Regions from separate parts of the Mus musculus genome. Here all the other regions are linked to region 1. The links are chromatin contacts, called in public HiChIP or PLAC-seq maps. All regions are on one chromosome and are shown on one strand. Each heading gives the region's core, a stretch centred on a gene start, on an enhancer-like site or on the middle of the called end of the contact. The rest is flanking DNA. Distances are from core to core; before and after follow the strand shown.

The links. HiChIP or PLAC-seq counts read pairs in DNA pulled down with a chosen protein or histone mark.
Region 2: an H3K27ac HiChIP or PLAC-seq map of microglia shows a contact between it and region 1, with 4 times the contacts expected there. The contact joins the promoter of Rgs9 here to the promoter of Abca9 in region 1.
Region 3: an H3K27ac HiChIP or PLAC-seq map of microglia shows a contact between it and region 1, with 5 times the contacts expected there. The contact joins the promoter of Gna13 here to the promoter of Abca9 in region 1. A contact is called at or near these places in 2 of 115 datasets of contacts at active chromatin or transcription factors (bone marrow-derived dendritic cells and microglia).
Region 4: a contact with region 1 is called in an HNF4G HiChIP or PLAC-seq map of pancreatic cancer cells. The contact joins the promoter of Wipi1 here to the promoter of Abca9 in region 1. A contact is called at or near these places in 5 of 39 promoter capture datasets (frontonasal cranial neural crest, hippocampal neurons, liver and 1 more), 1 of 115 datasets of contacts at active chromatin or transcription factors (pancreatic cancer cells) and 1 of 9 other capture datasets (adipose tissue).
Region 5: a contact with region 1 is called in an H3K4me3 HiChIP or PLAC-seq map of bone marrow-derived macrophages, with 4 times the contacts expected there. The contact joins the promoter of Prkar1a here to the promoter of Abca9 in region 1. A contact is called at or near these places in 9 of 39 promoter capture datasets (the 3T3-L1 cell line, the C10 cell line, cranial neural crest and 5 more), 1 of 484 Hi-C or Micro-C datasets (uterus), 8 of 115 datasets of contacts at active chromatin or transcription factors (the NIH/3T3 cell line, SST interneurons, bone marrow-derived macrophages and 4 more) and 3 of 9 other capture datasets (adipose tissue, liver and macrophages).

The regions. Positions count from the first base shown.
Region 1 is chr11:110,166,778-110,169,601 of GRCm38.p6, reverse strand. It overlaps Abca9 (ATP-binding cassette, sub-family A (ABC1), member 9), which reads left to right and starts at 1,449. Exons shown (of 39, transcript NM_147220.2): 1 at 1,449-1,651.
Region 2 is chr11:109,296,782-109,299,605 of GRCm38.p6, reverse strand. Rgs9 (regulator of G-protein signaling 9) reads left to right here and starts at 1,425. Exons shown (of 19, transcript NM_011268.2): 1 at 1,425-1,668. The coding sequence starts at 1,612. It overlaps Gm39441 (a long non-coding RNA gene), which reads right to left and starts at 1,376. Exons shown (of 3, transcript XR_880277.3): 1 at 1,156-1,376.
Region 3 is chr11:109,361,392-109,364,215 of GRCm38.p6, reverse strand. Gna13 (guanine nucleotide binding protein, alpha 13) reads right to left here and starts at 1,422. Exons shown (of 4, transcript NM_010303.3): 1 at 960-1,422. The coding sequence starts at 1,242. Gm11696 (predicted gene 11696) reads left to right here and starts at 562. Exons shown (of 2, transcript NR_038097.1): 1 at 562-1,110.
Region 4 is chr11:109,609,900-109,612,723 of GRCm38.p6, reverse strand. It overlaps Wipi1 (WD repeat domain, phosphoinositide interacting 1), which reads left to right and starts at 1,335. Exons shown (of 13, transcript NM_145940.2): 1 at 1,335-1,491. The coding sequence starts at 1,412.
Region 5 is chr11:109,649,471-109,652,294 of GRCm38.p6, reverse strand. It overlaps Prkar1a (protein kinase, cAMP dependent regulatory, type I, alpha), which reads right to left and starts at 1,346. Exons shown (of 11, transcript NM_001373913.1): 1 at 1,222-1,346.

The DNA.
Region 1 (2,824 bases), core at 200-2,699:
GCTGTTGTTCATCACCAAAGGAAGTCAGGACTGGAACTCAAGCAGGTCAGGGAGCAGGGGCTGATGCTTTACTGGCTTGCCTCACCTGGCTTGCTCAGCTTGCTCTCTTATAGAACCCAAGACTACCAGCCCAGAGATGGTCCCACCCACAAGGGGCCCTCCCCCCTTGATCACTAATTGAGAAAATGCCTTACAGTTGGATCTCATGGAGGCATTTCCTCAACTGAAGCTCCTTTCTCTGTGATAACTCCAGCTGTGTCAAGTTGACACAAAACTAGCCAATACAGAAACAATCAGAGAACTTGTTACAGACTATGAGTTCAGTATGCTTGTACAGACTTGGAAAAGTAGTTTCTGGATCTAATATAATTAGCAAATGGGTAAAAAGGCTTGAGACGATTGAAGGGATATTTACTATCTGTGTGATGCTTTGCCTTCCATGTACACATATATTCATGATGTGGTCATTGTCTGCTCTAAACACTTGATAACACGGCAAACAGGACATATCGAAAACGAGTGGTTGGACACAGAGCAACTTGCTTCCTGGAACCGGAGGCTAACATTAATATAACAATCTCTTCCTCCCCTTTCTCCCTCTCTCTTTCTCTCTTCCTCCTCCTGCCCCACCTCTCACTTTTGGAGCCAGGTACATAGCAAACGCGTATGCATTCAGATAAAGTCCAGAAGACAACTTTGGCCCTTGGCTATTATCCTTAGAAATATTGTCCGTCCGCCCACCTCCTTAGAGACAAAGTCTCCTATTGGTCTGGACCACAAAGCTCACTAATAAGGCTAAACGGGTTAGCAGCCAGCTCCAGGGATCCTCCTGTCTCCCCCCACCCCCACCCCCAGCATCACTGAGAATTTATCCCCCAAGCCAACATCCCTGACATTTTTACGTGGTATCTGGGAATCGAACTCAGTTCCTTATGCGTGCTAGGTTAGTGCTCTATTTGGTGAGCAGTCTCCCCAGGCTGAGAATACAATCTCTCTGTCAATATTATGCTTTCTATCATAAGAACCACGGTGCAGGCAGCATGCACGCAGTGCTACTGAGGTATGGGTAAAAATTCAGATGCACGCTCTTACACTGAAAACAGCCACATTGCTTCGTTGCCACGTGTAGATTCAGCTTTTAAAAAAGATCCAGGAGAGGTTTTGAGAATAGCATCTGACCTGACTTGTATGTTTGCTTCTGTAATTTAGGAAATTCTTTTCTGCTCCATCTTCTCTGAGCTGGCCTGTATACTATTTTTGTTTAAAGTACTCTTGAGAATCCACTCTTCTGTTAGGGGTTTAATCCAAAGGGGGTGGGGGGATTAAAGCCTAGCTTCTTCCTGGTTTGATAGTTGCTAACGTTTCAATATGTCAAGCCAACCATCTGCAACCACAGGATCCCTGCTGAGGAACTGGCGGGAGGCAGAGAAAGGAAAAACAGTGGAGGAGTGTGAGCAGAGCTTTTGGCAGCCAGTCTGAACCCTCAGAAGAATTCTCTTCAGAAACCAGAGTAAAACAGAACCAACCGTCCACGATAAGGAAAATCAAAATCAACATGTAGCAGTGACTCGAAAGAAGAAACGGGACTTCTCCTCCGGGACAAAGATCTGTGGATGGACTTCTAGAAGATTCTTGCTTCGGCTTCCTCAGAGTAAGTTAACCTCTAGACTGTGGTTGCTAGCACTTCAATGTGAGAGACAAGCAGAGACAGAAAAAGTGTGGCAAACATTCCGGAGAAAGTCGCCAAGTGTAGGAAGTTACTAGTAAGTTGTTTTGATTTTTCAAGTCTTTGAGTATTTTATACTGGGTGGCTGAATAGTAGTTAGAAAACTAAGAACTTTCGGTTTTACCCCATGGTTAAAGCATTTTGCATAAACAGCACATATCACAGAACAGGCAAGTGGGTAAATGGAAAGGAATGTAGCTTGCTTGCCTCTTGCTGTTTTCGAAGTTATTTGGATTGCTCTGTGTGTGTGTGTGTGTGTGTGTGTGTGTGTGTGTGTGTGTGTGTTCAGTTTTACTGCCAGAGGAATGTCAACATCAGGATACCAGATTTTATGAATTCTGGGTTGTTTTAACCAACTTTGAGAGCATTTGAGAAAACACTCAACTGACCCTCTTTATCATAGTAAATATATAAGAAGATCTTGAGATGCACGCGTTCTCTGCGTTCTCTGAGTAATGTGAATACCATCTGATTGGGAAGTGACTGGCTCGTAACAACCAATTTATTATTTTTAAATCATGCAATTTTTGCTATTCAGAGCAATTTACGCTAGCTAGGTATTTTATCTTTCTAGAGAAAAATGCATTTTACAAGAACATGTGTAATGTTACAATGTTAATGTCTTAACAGCCAGGAACAAATGATTTAATGCATGGCAATTAGATTATATAACCACATTTACTTATTAATATTTTCCTGCATGTATATTCTTAATTATCTAAGAAAGAAGAGTTGCCACTTGGAAAATATATCTTTATGCTTTTAGATACCAAGGCTTGCCACAGTATCAGTTTCTTAGTTGGAAATATAGTTTAGTATACATTGCAGTGTCCAACTGTAACAGCTTGGAGATCAATTATATAGTTGGTAACAATATTTATACATCTATATAGCTGGTAGCTAGAAGAAATATGAAATTATCCAGAATTTCTATTTTTTATCCCTTGGATTTATAAATGATTGACCTGTGGTAATTTTTTAGTGGCTTTTCCAAGAGTTTTTCAAACTTCAATTATAAAAGATCAATAGAGGGGTGAGTTAACCATGGTTTTGAGTTCCTGACATACAAAGCTCCTCTCTCTTTTTTTGTTGTTGTTT
Region 2 (2,824 bases), core at 176-2,675, 870 kb after region 1:
TCCTATTCTAGAGCTGAGCACAATTCCTTACATTTTCGATTTTCCTCATTGCTGAATGACTTAAGCTCCCAATCCACCCCCTTAGGAAATCACCTCTATTTTCCTTACTCAGAATTTATAGAACTAAGAAATGCTGGCTTTATTTGCTTATGTGTATTCCGTGTAACACTAAACCCAGAAGTTGTTCCATGAGGAAACGTCAAGACATTGCAGCTTTTTCCTGGGATCCCAGCTCACATAAGGAACACGCTTCTCAGAGGTCTGGTATGATTGGCAGAAACCCCGGTCCTCTGCATCAACCCATCCCTGGAGAGCTCACATCCTTTTCACTGAAGTTTGTGATGTGGGGGCTTCTGCATGGGGCCCAGGGGAAACGAGCACTTTGACATTGTTTGCAAACTGGAGTCAGTGTTATGTGAACATGTGTGTGAGCATGCTTTCTGAGAGTGTCCACAGCGTTCAACGGATTCTTACAAATAAATGTGCCTGAAAGGAAAAAAAAATAGTGGATAAGGGCTTAGATGCTAAAGGTATACCAGTTGACTGAGCACCACTAAGGCGAATCCCTTTGTTCTTTTTCAACTTAAACATGCGAGATGCGACATTGTATATCTATCCTGCTTGTGTAGACTAAGTGGAGGCTTCATCCTTTTTTTTTTTTTCTGGATATATGCCAATATAGGCTCATCAATTGGTGACACATACCAATCTCCCCAGACAGGTTGACCCTGGAGGGGGGTTATGAATGTGTGGAGCAGGTGGCCACTCTGGAGGCATCTATTCTGTCCCATCTGCCCAATTTTTAGGTCAGTTTAAAAGTTCCTTTAAGAGTCTATTAAAGACAAACAAATACAAGTATCGGGAATTAGAAGTAAAATATAATTTGCCTAAGGGCACACAGTTAGCTAAAGAGTGTCTATGGGCTTCTTCACTTCTTCCTCTCTTGAAACCAACATCTTACTAGTTAGTCTATTTGTTAGGCCAATTAATAAAAGTCTACATCTGGTATTTTTTTTTATCTTAAATATCTATCTAGGAACAATCACAGCGTTGCTCACTTATCTATTAGAAGCTTCATGGACACTTCTATTGGATACCATGAAACTGTTTAAAATTTTCTCTTCTCTTATAAAGAAATTCTTAGCGCTGACTTACCCAAAGATGTCCAACTCTCCTGCAAGCTGGCGTCGGAAAGCTCCTTTCCCACTGTGCTCTGTCTCACTTCTGTATATAAAGAGATTAACAGGCTCACACACCTTGGGGCAGATGCTCTAGCTTCAGCATCCCTGATCTGGCCTTCCTACCTGAGGTTTGGTCCAGGTGGAGCCGGACGCCGCCCCCTGGTGGCAGGTGGGAGCCCGCGCAGTGCATGCTAATGAGCGCGCGGCGCTGCTCGCTGATTGGTTGGCGCGAATTCCAGCTGCTTTGCATGTCGGCGGGTGCGAGGGAGAGTCGAGGGGTGGAGGGCGGTATTCTGGGCCCTGCGCGCTCCGCTCTCTGTGCCTCCCGGTCTACGCCCAGGCTGGGGCAGACCAGGCTGGCTTGTGAACTTGGGGGTTTCCCCTTTCGCTCCCATTCGTGTTGTGGTCGTGAATTCATCCAGGGTCCAGAATGACGATCCGACACCAAGGCCAGCAGTACAGGCCGAGGATGGCATTTCTCCAAAAGGTACCCTGGGAATCCCCATCTGGACCCTGGCAAGTGGGCGGGGACCCAGTATGTGGAGTGTCCAAGGGAAGATTGGGCAGGGGCAGAGGGCGTCCATCTAGGTCGATCCGCGCTGCCCAATTTTACTAAATGACTTCTATGTGGCTCTATGTGTTGTATTTAAAAACCATAATGATTGGGTTTTCGCGTAAACTGTAGTGGAGAATTCGAAGGCAGCCGTGATGGTCTGCTGCAGGCCAAAAACAACCTGTTACTCAGGAGAGTGCTTGAAGCTGCGCGGTGATTTGAGACAGCCTATATTGTTACAAGGAATCGGCTATTAAATGAACATTTCCCCCAATACTAAACAGCAGGATTTTTAAGTGTGTGTATGCCTGTGTGTATAAAAAGACCAGGAAAATGTGATTTGTGGGATCAAGAGCCTCCCCTGATCCCAGGATGGCAATCTGTGTGTTTTCTGTATAGTTAGAACCGTTTCTTGTCGATGGCTAATGGCCAGAACAGGGTGTCCGTTCCCGATGGACATGTGGGAGGTGGAATGTACCTATGGGGTGACGTGTTTGGGGACAAAGTGGTTCATTTAGTTCTGGGCTTTTAAGTTAGACAGTGTGGGAAGAGACACTCACAGGATTAAGTCCCAGGTCACTTGTCTGCCCTACCTCTGGCTCATGCCACTTTTCATAGGATTATCCTGTTGAGGGAATTAGCCCGATGGATGTTCTGTGACAAGCTGGGCCCTCCCTGCCTTGAGCCTCTGGAGCTTAGCAACTGGGTGCAGTTGGTGACTAAGTATCCTAATCTACAAGATGTTAAAAGCTGGACAGACCTGGGCACACCAGGACATTCGGCACACCTGGTCATCTCCCCGAGAAGCCAGATAGAAGAGATGTAAGGGCCATGCCGTAAACAGAAGGGAACACTGTCTCACTCAGGAGAGTAGACAGTGCAGCTCCCAGCTCCTGAAAGGACAAGAGGCTGCCCAAGTCTGGTGGTCCAAAGTCGAACGTCATTTTCAGATCGTGTCTAGGCTGGTCTTCTCCTGCCGTGCAGGACGGCCCTGGCTTGGAGCTTAGAGCACCTATCTGTAGCACTCGTGTGTTTATCACTCCCATGCATCCTTTCCCTTGGCCTTCTGAGTGGTGTCTTGCTCTCCAGC
Region 3 (2,824 bases), core at 173-2,672, 810 kb after region 1:
AAAAAAAACAAGATGATTCTTTTAAATGATAAAAATAAAAGCCACCTCTGCAACTTATTTGAACACTAAGGAATAAAAATATTGGGTGGTTTTCACTTAAGGAACAGTATTTAAAATACTGTTCAACAGGATTTGTGAAGCCCACCATGCAGTCCAGCACATGTATTTAAACATAAATTCATGAAAGCATTAGAAATGATATGAAATGATACTGTTTTTTTCTCCTGTCTCGAGTTATTAAGAAAAAAAAAAGTGTGCAACATGTTGAACTGTGATTACAAACATCCTGTAGCAATGAGCCGATAAAACCACTCGCGCTAATTTTTTTTAATAGACTTTCCTGATGCCAGTTCAGTAAACGTGAGTTTCATACTCTTGCCCCAAAAGGCTCTAGAGGCTGTCACTCTATGCCCTTGACAAGAGTCTCAGGGTAAAAAAAAAAAAAAAAAAAAAAAAAAAGTTTCCTCATTACAACCGTTCCAGAACTTGCTTAAGTCAAGAGGTGGCCTAGGAAGCCCAAAGCTGGAAGGGTAACATACCCGGTTACTAGGGTCACCCACCAGGGACGGGCAGAAAGGAAAGAAGGATAGGAAGGGATAGGGAGTGTAGGACCTGGGGCTACTGATGGGTGGTCTTGCCCGGAGTGCAGGGAGGACACAAGTTGCCCCGCTGCCCCGAGTCACCCTACTCGCCGCACTTCCCTCTTGGAGGGGGCGAGGCCAGCCGCGGAGTGCTGGGCCGACCGTGACCCTCACCGGGGTAGCACGGGGGGGACAGCGGGGCGTCCCGGATCGAAGGGACCAGGGCAACAGGGCGCACAGAACGGTGCCCAAGGCGCGCCCACCCGCTCGCCCGTCCGATCTGATCCCGTTCGGTCTCCTCCGACTGGGGACCCGGCGGATGAGGGCGGTGCCCGGCCCGGCTCCCCAGGGGTCCCCGAGCCCCGCCGCGCCCCGCACCTTTGATCACGTTGCTGTAGATGGTGGGGCGGAACTCCTCGCGCGCGCGCTGGTCGAAGTCCTGGCCGTGGATGATCCGCATCTGCTTCAGGAAGGTGGACTTGCCGCTCTCGCCCGCGCCCAGCAGCAGGATCTTCACCAGCCGCTTCACGTAGGTCTTCTCCCGCGACAGGCATTTGTCGATCTCCTTGGACTTGCGCTGCTGCTCGGCCTCGCCGTTCGTCAGCACGCAGCCCGGGAAGCACACGGACAGCACGGAGCGCGACGGCAGGAAGTCCGCCATCTTGCCGCCGCCGCCGCCTCGGCGGGCCCCTGCGGCTCCTCCACCTCCTCCTCCGGCAGCGGGCGGCTCCGGCAAGGCGGCTGGAGGGCGGGGAGCGCAGCGGCGGCCCGAGCGCGCCCGGGGAGGGAGGGAACCCGAGGACTGACTCGCCAGGGCGGGCCGCGCCGGCCGGGGGAGGGTGGGAGGGAGGGAGGGAGGGAGGGAGGGCGGGCCCGGGGAGGGGCGGCGGCCCTCTGGGCGTGCGCGTGCCCGCTGCCTTTCGGGTACGCGCACGCAGGCACGCCGAGCGGAGGAGGGAGCGGCAGCGGCGGGAGTCACGCGCTCCTGTGCAGCCGGGAGCGCGCTCGGAGAGCGGCGGAGCCCGGGTCACGTGGGCCAGGCTGGGCGCGCGCGCCTGCGGATCCAGAGTTTCTGTTTCCCTTTAGTGCCACCGCTTCCCGGAGCCCCGAGGCGAGTAAGCAAAGCCCATCCTGACCCCTTTCCGCTGGGGCATCTTTCTCACTACAGATCCCACTGCCCTTTCCCATAGTTACTCGCCCGCCGCTTGCTGTCACCTTCACGCGACCTATTTTGAGACCATTGGCTGGGACATCCCCGCACCCGACCAGTGCAAGCCTTCCTTCGTTACAGTTTGCCTTGTTTTGTTTTGTTTTGTTTTAACTCTTGAGACAAGATCCCTGCGGCCCAAGTTGGCTTAAATTTGTGACAATCGTCTTGCTTCAGCCTCCCTGTCCGTTTCTGGTATTACCGGCAGGCAAGAGCTTTCCTTCAAGATCGTGCGTTTAATTAGCAGCGACCCTTCCCCGCCCCCTTGTCATCCTAACCATCCCGAATCTGGAAGGATAAGTAGATGTCAGATGTCGTTATTGATCAACACCTCACCCTAGCAGCTCAGGGCACTATTGATAACCTGCCCTGGTTTGAGGGGAAGTTGGAGTTGATGTTCTCGTGAGATGTGCCAGGAAGGTCGCTGGCGGCTGGCTCACTCATTAGATTCCCATCCGAGCTGCACTTGTGACTTGGGTAATGCCTTCTGAGGTCAGTGAATGGTGGAGAGGGTGAGGTCATGTTGAAAATCCCCCTAAACCGGACACTCTGATGCACGTTCTTCCCAAGGAAGCAGATAAGCGCTCAGCCTAGGACTGCAGCAGGCACATTTTGGGTTTCCTGCCGGATTACAGAGGATATGACAGACAAGAAACTTTTTTTTTTCTGTCATACCAGCAGATCAGGCCAGAACACCTGAAAAAGAGACTCCTGGGGAACACGTGACTAGTGACAGCTGAATGACTGTAGCAAGGACCTCAGAAGCCAACTTCTTCATTCTTGTCAGTTTCAAAGTTGATGCCTGTCTGGTTTTGCTCCTGGGACCTGACTCGTGTGCAACTTGGGAACTTCCTGTGTGTTAGGGAGTTGGGGTAAAGAGGTCAACACCGTGACATGCACAAGTTTAAAATTTTAAAAACCAGCACTATAAGTCAGTCCATCAGTTACTGTCCATTTGGGCCAATGACTGGGTAGCTCACGACTCACTCACTACACTGGCTGCAGTAAACAATACATGTAGTAGAATTGTCTCCTG
Region 4 (2,824 bases), core at 86-2,585, 560 kb after region 1:
AACCGAATTGCCACAATCTACAGAACTGTGACACCATTATCATCATAGTAATAATAATGGCGATGATGAAGATTTCAGAGGCTGTAGAGATGGCTCAGCAGTGTTTTTACTGATGAGCGGAATTCTGTTCCCCAGAACCCACACCAGGCACCTCACAACCAATTGTATACAAGCTTGGGAAGCAAATCTCCAGTTTGCTTCAGAATGCATCTCAAACGACATGAGCTTCAAGCTGTACTGTCTTGTACAGTATTCTAGTTTCTCTCCTTTCTATACAAATCGAATGTCTGGTCAAATACTGCTGAGCAAAGTTGTATGATAACAAGTCCTGAAAGAAGACCCTTTCACATGCCGCTGTGTATTGTTGGTTTTAGATAATATAGTCTAGCCAGTGCTTTAACCGGGTTTTCAGTAAATCGGGTAGGAACATACCAAGGTAATATTGTTAATGTAAGGGTCGGGGTTAGCAAGAGCTCTTTCTCAACTGTGGGGCTGTATGTGGCTTCTTAATCGGCTGGGGATCTTTTTCCGAGAAGCTTAAGGGCTCTCCAAAACGGCTGGACTTTGATGTCTACTGATTTCAACTACAACTGCTGTAAGCTTAGCGGGCGGGCAAGGAAGCAGGCGTCCGCCCGCCTCCTTGGCGTTGTCTCCGACGCTAAGGCAGGCTTGAAGCCTGAAGCTCCACTCCTCCTCCTCACCCTCTGGACGCTCTGGCAATGAAAACACCACCACGTGGCCTGCTGCCTTTGCCTCGCGCACCTTCGGCCAATGGCAAACGGTTTCTCCGACTAGGGGGCGGGTCGTCAACAGCTGTCCCGCCCACTAGCCCTATTGATTGACTAAAAGAGTTGGTGGCCAATCCTGGCTGTCTGCGGAAGGCTCTGTTCGGTCAGCAGTTCTGTTCCCAGTGATAAAGAGGCGGGGTGGGGACAGAGACGGCCTGGAGAGGGGGCGGGGCTACCAAGCTAGGTAGAAGGAGGCTCGGGGCGGGGCCTGGTTGGCTCAGGGCGGAGCTAGGGCTGTGAGGGGGTGGGGCTAGGTGCCCGAAGTGGAGAGGGCGAGGCTAAGTGGGAAATGTGTAGGGCGGGTCCTGAAGGTCCCAGGCAGGGCTAGAGCCGAGAGGGGCGGTACTTGAGGCAGGGGCGTGGCCTGGCTGTTTTAGGACCCAGCCGATTCTCTGAAGGAGGGGCGGGGGTTTGGAGTGGGGCGGAGCTAAATGGGAATCGTGTAAGGGCGGGGTCTTACGATGGAGGGGCGGAGCTAAGTGGTATCTGAGTGGGCGGGGTCTGTCTGGAGGCGAGCCCGGGGCGGGACCGACGCGGCAAGCCGGCCCACGGAGCCGGCGCGGGCGGGCTGCTGAGGTGGCTGTCCCCCGCTCAGAGCTGCGGCTTCTCGGGTCGAGCCCCCGATGGAGGCCGAAGCCGCAGATGCCCCTCCGGGCCGAGTGGAGGCGGCGCTCAGCTGCTTCTCTTTCAACCAAGACTGCACGTAAGCCACGGCGCCAGCCCCCTGGCCAGGGAAGTGGGGGACAGAATGTCGCCACCAAAGGGTGTTGTCCTGTAACGCAACTGGTGGCTAGCCGGGGCCTGCGCGCCGATGGTACCTCGGCAGGGCAGCCTGTGTCGCGGCGTTGCTCGGCTGTAGGGGTTTGAGCCCACCCAGACGACTGCCAGCCAGCGCCTGCCAGAAAGAGCCGGCTAGGGTGACCCAAACAAGTCAGCAAGGAGGGCGGAGGGGGGACCTTGAATGTGGGGGAGGGACTTGGTGTGGGCCACCTAGTGACCGAAAGGGAGATCAGGGACCAAAACAAAGGTGAGGGAAGGGAGGAATGTGCAACTTGACTCAAGAGGGAGGATGCAGAGAGTCGGAAAGATGAAGAAAAACTTTACCATTTGTCCTTGAGTATCTCAACGTGGCATTTGGGCAGGGCCTCGGACAAACAGTCAGTCTATCCCTGTGGCCCGACCAGCCCCAGCACTGGGCATCTTGGCTGGTCTCTTTGGCCGTAGGAAGCTTTTCTTTATTTGCCTTTCTGTGTTTACTCGCTGTCCACCCAGTCCCAGGAATCTCCTGGAAGCTCAGGAGCCCTTTCTCTGCCCCAGACAGCTTCCCATCCCTGAAGCAGGCGCTCCACCCTGTTGCTTTTAAGTGGCTTTTTAATGTTTCACTATGATGGTCAACGTTTAGACTTTGGTCCATAAACAAGGGATTGCTTGCCTGAGTTCTAGGCATCTGCAGGATTGAATCTTAAGACACAAGCTACTGTTTTCTTCCCTGTTTTTGTGCAAGCCAGCCTGGGGACCATATGGATTAATCTCTTTGGAATGTGGAGCCCTGAAGCATCAGGGCAGGGATGACCACTTCCCAGTGTCCCACTTCCGGCTGTACCAGTTTCTGCTCTGTTCCTGGTTTGGGCTCAGCTTCAGGCTTGTGCCTTGGCTGCTGCTAGCTGAACTGTGCTAATATTGAACATTCATTCGTTGGTGTAATTAAGGCCATAAGCAGCCCTGGTTTTCATTCCCTTTGTGTTTCTGTTTGAAAAACCCCTGCTCTGAACAATATGTCTTTGTTTGAAAAATCTGTGTGTGTAATCATATAATCCAGTAATTCGACAGCTTGGCTACATGAGTGACTCTCAGGCTGCCTCTGACCACAACCCACAATAAAAAAGTACATCTTACAACATCTCCCCATAGCCATAGATATGTAATATGCACAAACTATTAAGTGGGGTACCTTGTGGCATTTTCTTGGGATTTTGTTCTTGCTTGGTTTTAACGTTGTCTCATGTAATCCGGACAGCCTCAAGTTCCCTAGTAGA
Region 5 (2,824 bases), core at 97-2,596, 520 kb after region 1:
ACTGGTAAAGAAAATACAAACACCAGTCATCATGTGAAACGCCAAATAATCTAATTTTATGGCCTTAGGATTTTTAATCGGGTATGTCTTGGTTCCACGTTTGTATTTACTTTTTAAAAACCCCACAACTTAGCTTCTCTCCAAAACAAACACTAAAACCATCATCACTGCATCGAGTATTCGTAAGAAGGGGGATTCTTGAGGAAATTCGGTTCTGATGACACTCTTGCTTTCAGAAGGACTATACTGGAGGACATATTTAAACCGCCTTTGGGAGCCTGTTGCTGACAGGGCCCACATCTAAAGGATGCCAAGTAACACTAACACAGCCTGGGGGGTGGGGTGGGGGTCATCATCTAAATGCGAGCCTTCATTTCTCTGCTCAAGAAACCTATCTATCCTGGCTCCCTCAAGTCATCGGCTGTCCCCACACCCGCTCTGGGCTGGAGTTAAGGGTTAACGGGCGCCGCGTATTTTCACGAGGGAGGGCAGGAAAGTGCCCTTCACTTCACTTAGGCCACGGTCATGATCACTGAGAGCAGCAAGACGGCCCCTCATCCCCCACCAGGCAGGAGGCCGCAGACGTGGAGTGGAGCGGAGCGGGAGGCCTGGGGAGGCTGGGGTGGGCGGTGGTGGGGGCTGGAAAGGACGAGAAGTGTTAGGGGGACAAAGGGAAATGGAGCTAGGCTGAAATCACCGAGCGGAGGGGTGGAGGGAGACGAGCCCGCGAAGAGGAGGGGGGAAGCCAGGGCAGAAGAAACGACTGGGCAGAGATGAAGACTACAGCCGAGTGGCGAGGCTAAGACCGAAAAGCCATGGCGGATTCCGGTTTAAAAAAAAAAAAAAAATACCGAGCTCTTGTCCTTCAGGAAGTGGGGGAGGGAGGACGGGCGCCGAGGCCGCGGCGCGCGGGGGCGGAGGCGGCCGGGGAGCCGAGGGCAGCGCAGGACCGGGGACCCGGAGACACTCAGGACGGGGGCGGAACGGCGGGGGGCAGGGGCGGCCTACGGCCCCGCGGGGAACGGTGCAAGGGCGGACCCCGGGGGACAGTGCGAGGCCTGCGACAGGCCCCGAGGCCGCCTCGGAGGCGCAGGGGGTGCGGCCGTCCCCCCGCAGCGCGCTCCCCGGGGCGCCATCTTGGCTCGCTCCCGCGCCTTCAGGGACGCGCAGCGGAGCGCCGCGGCCGGCGACTCCCCGGTCAGGCCTCGGGCCCGCACTCACCTGAGGGCGGGCGGCGGCACGAGCAGGGGCTAACGCAGGGCGAGGCGGCCGGGGTGACCGAGCGTCCAGCGGGCTCAGCTCGCAGCCTCACTACCACTCTGCGATAGCGGCTCGGCGACGGCTCCACCGGAAACCAGCCGACCGCGGCCAATCAGCGTTCGGCTGCTGACGTCAATGCGCCTCGCTCTGGCCAGGGCGGTTGCCTTGGCAACCTTAAAGGCGCAGACGCCTAGGATCCTCCTCCAACCCCATCCCCACCCCCCTCAAGCCCACCACCGGCTACTCCCACCCCCTACCCTTAGCCCGTCGTCATCTAGCTAGAACCGTTCTCTTGCAGGGCACCTCTCCATCTTTATCTTGTCGCGTATACGTAGCCCCTTCATCGCTCTCATCTTTTTCCTTCTCTTTCTGCTAACCCGTTTCTGTCTCCTTTATTGTCCCTTCCTTACCAGGTGTGGTGGGGGGTCCTCTAGATTGTTTAGCTGTTCGGAGATCTCAGCCTCTCCTCGGTTCCTCGGTGGCTCTTGCGTCTGCCTCCCTCCACGCCTCTGTCTTTTCTCCCTCCCTTCGACCCTCCTACCGCAGACCCACGTGGGACGATTCGGTGACAGGTGGGCGACTCCGCCCTGGGTGCTATGGGACGGCAGGGAGGGGGATGGGGTTACAGGACGCTGGGCGGACAAGGAGATCCCTGCTGTTGGAAGAGGAGGAGGCCCTAGCGGATCTACCACAGCTGAGCGCAAGCGGATGCTGAGATGCTCCTGATGGACAGAGCGCGCATCCTGTGTAGACCCCCGCAATACCCGGGGTTCCGGACTCGGGCCTGTCATCCGGTCCAGGAAATCTGAGCCCCTATCAAGCCTCTGCTTGGCTAATCTGACTACTGTCTCCACAAGTGAGCTGTCATCAATGGAGGCCCTACCGTGCCTACAGAAGCACCAGATGTAGGGAGACTTCCAAGAGGAGCCCGGAGTCCTGATAATGCCCTAGCCTCCTATTATGCCAGACTGCGTCATGGGCAGTACAGACAGATGGGCAGATCAAATCATTGACCAAGCAAGAAATCTGAGCTGCATGAGAAAACAAGAGAAAAGGCGACTTCATTATTCCTTCAGTCAACTTTCCCCTTAAGTATGTGAAAATGAAAGCAAGGGACACAATTTTAGGCATATGAATTAAATAAATAAAGTGGGCCTAAATAAATACATAAATAAAATAGGCCCCTGCAGTGTGTGGTTCTGAGTAGCTGCAAGGTGTTGACAGCCTCATCGTGTATGTGCTAGGGCAATGTGCGTAGAAAATATCACGGATTTAACACTTAGTACCAAAAAAGGTTACAATATCTCCTGCATAATTTTCACAGTGATCCCCAGTTAAGATATTTGGGTTAAGTGGTGTTTGTAAATTTCACCTTTTTAAGCCTGACTTTGTCTTGGAATACCCAGACTATGATAAGGGCTCTGAACATTAGTTATGATTACCCCCCCTAGTAGTCAGAGGAAGGAAGGGGGAAGAGAAGGAAGCCGCTCCCTCTGCAGCCTCTCACCAGGATGTTGATCAATGGCTTCTTTTCCAGAGATGGGTAGAGTGGAAGATTAAAGAC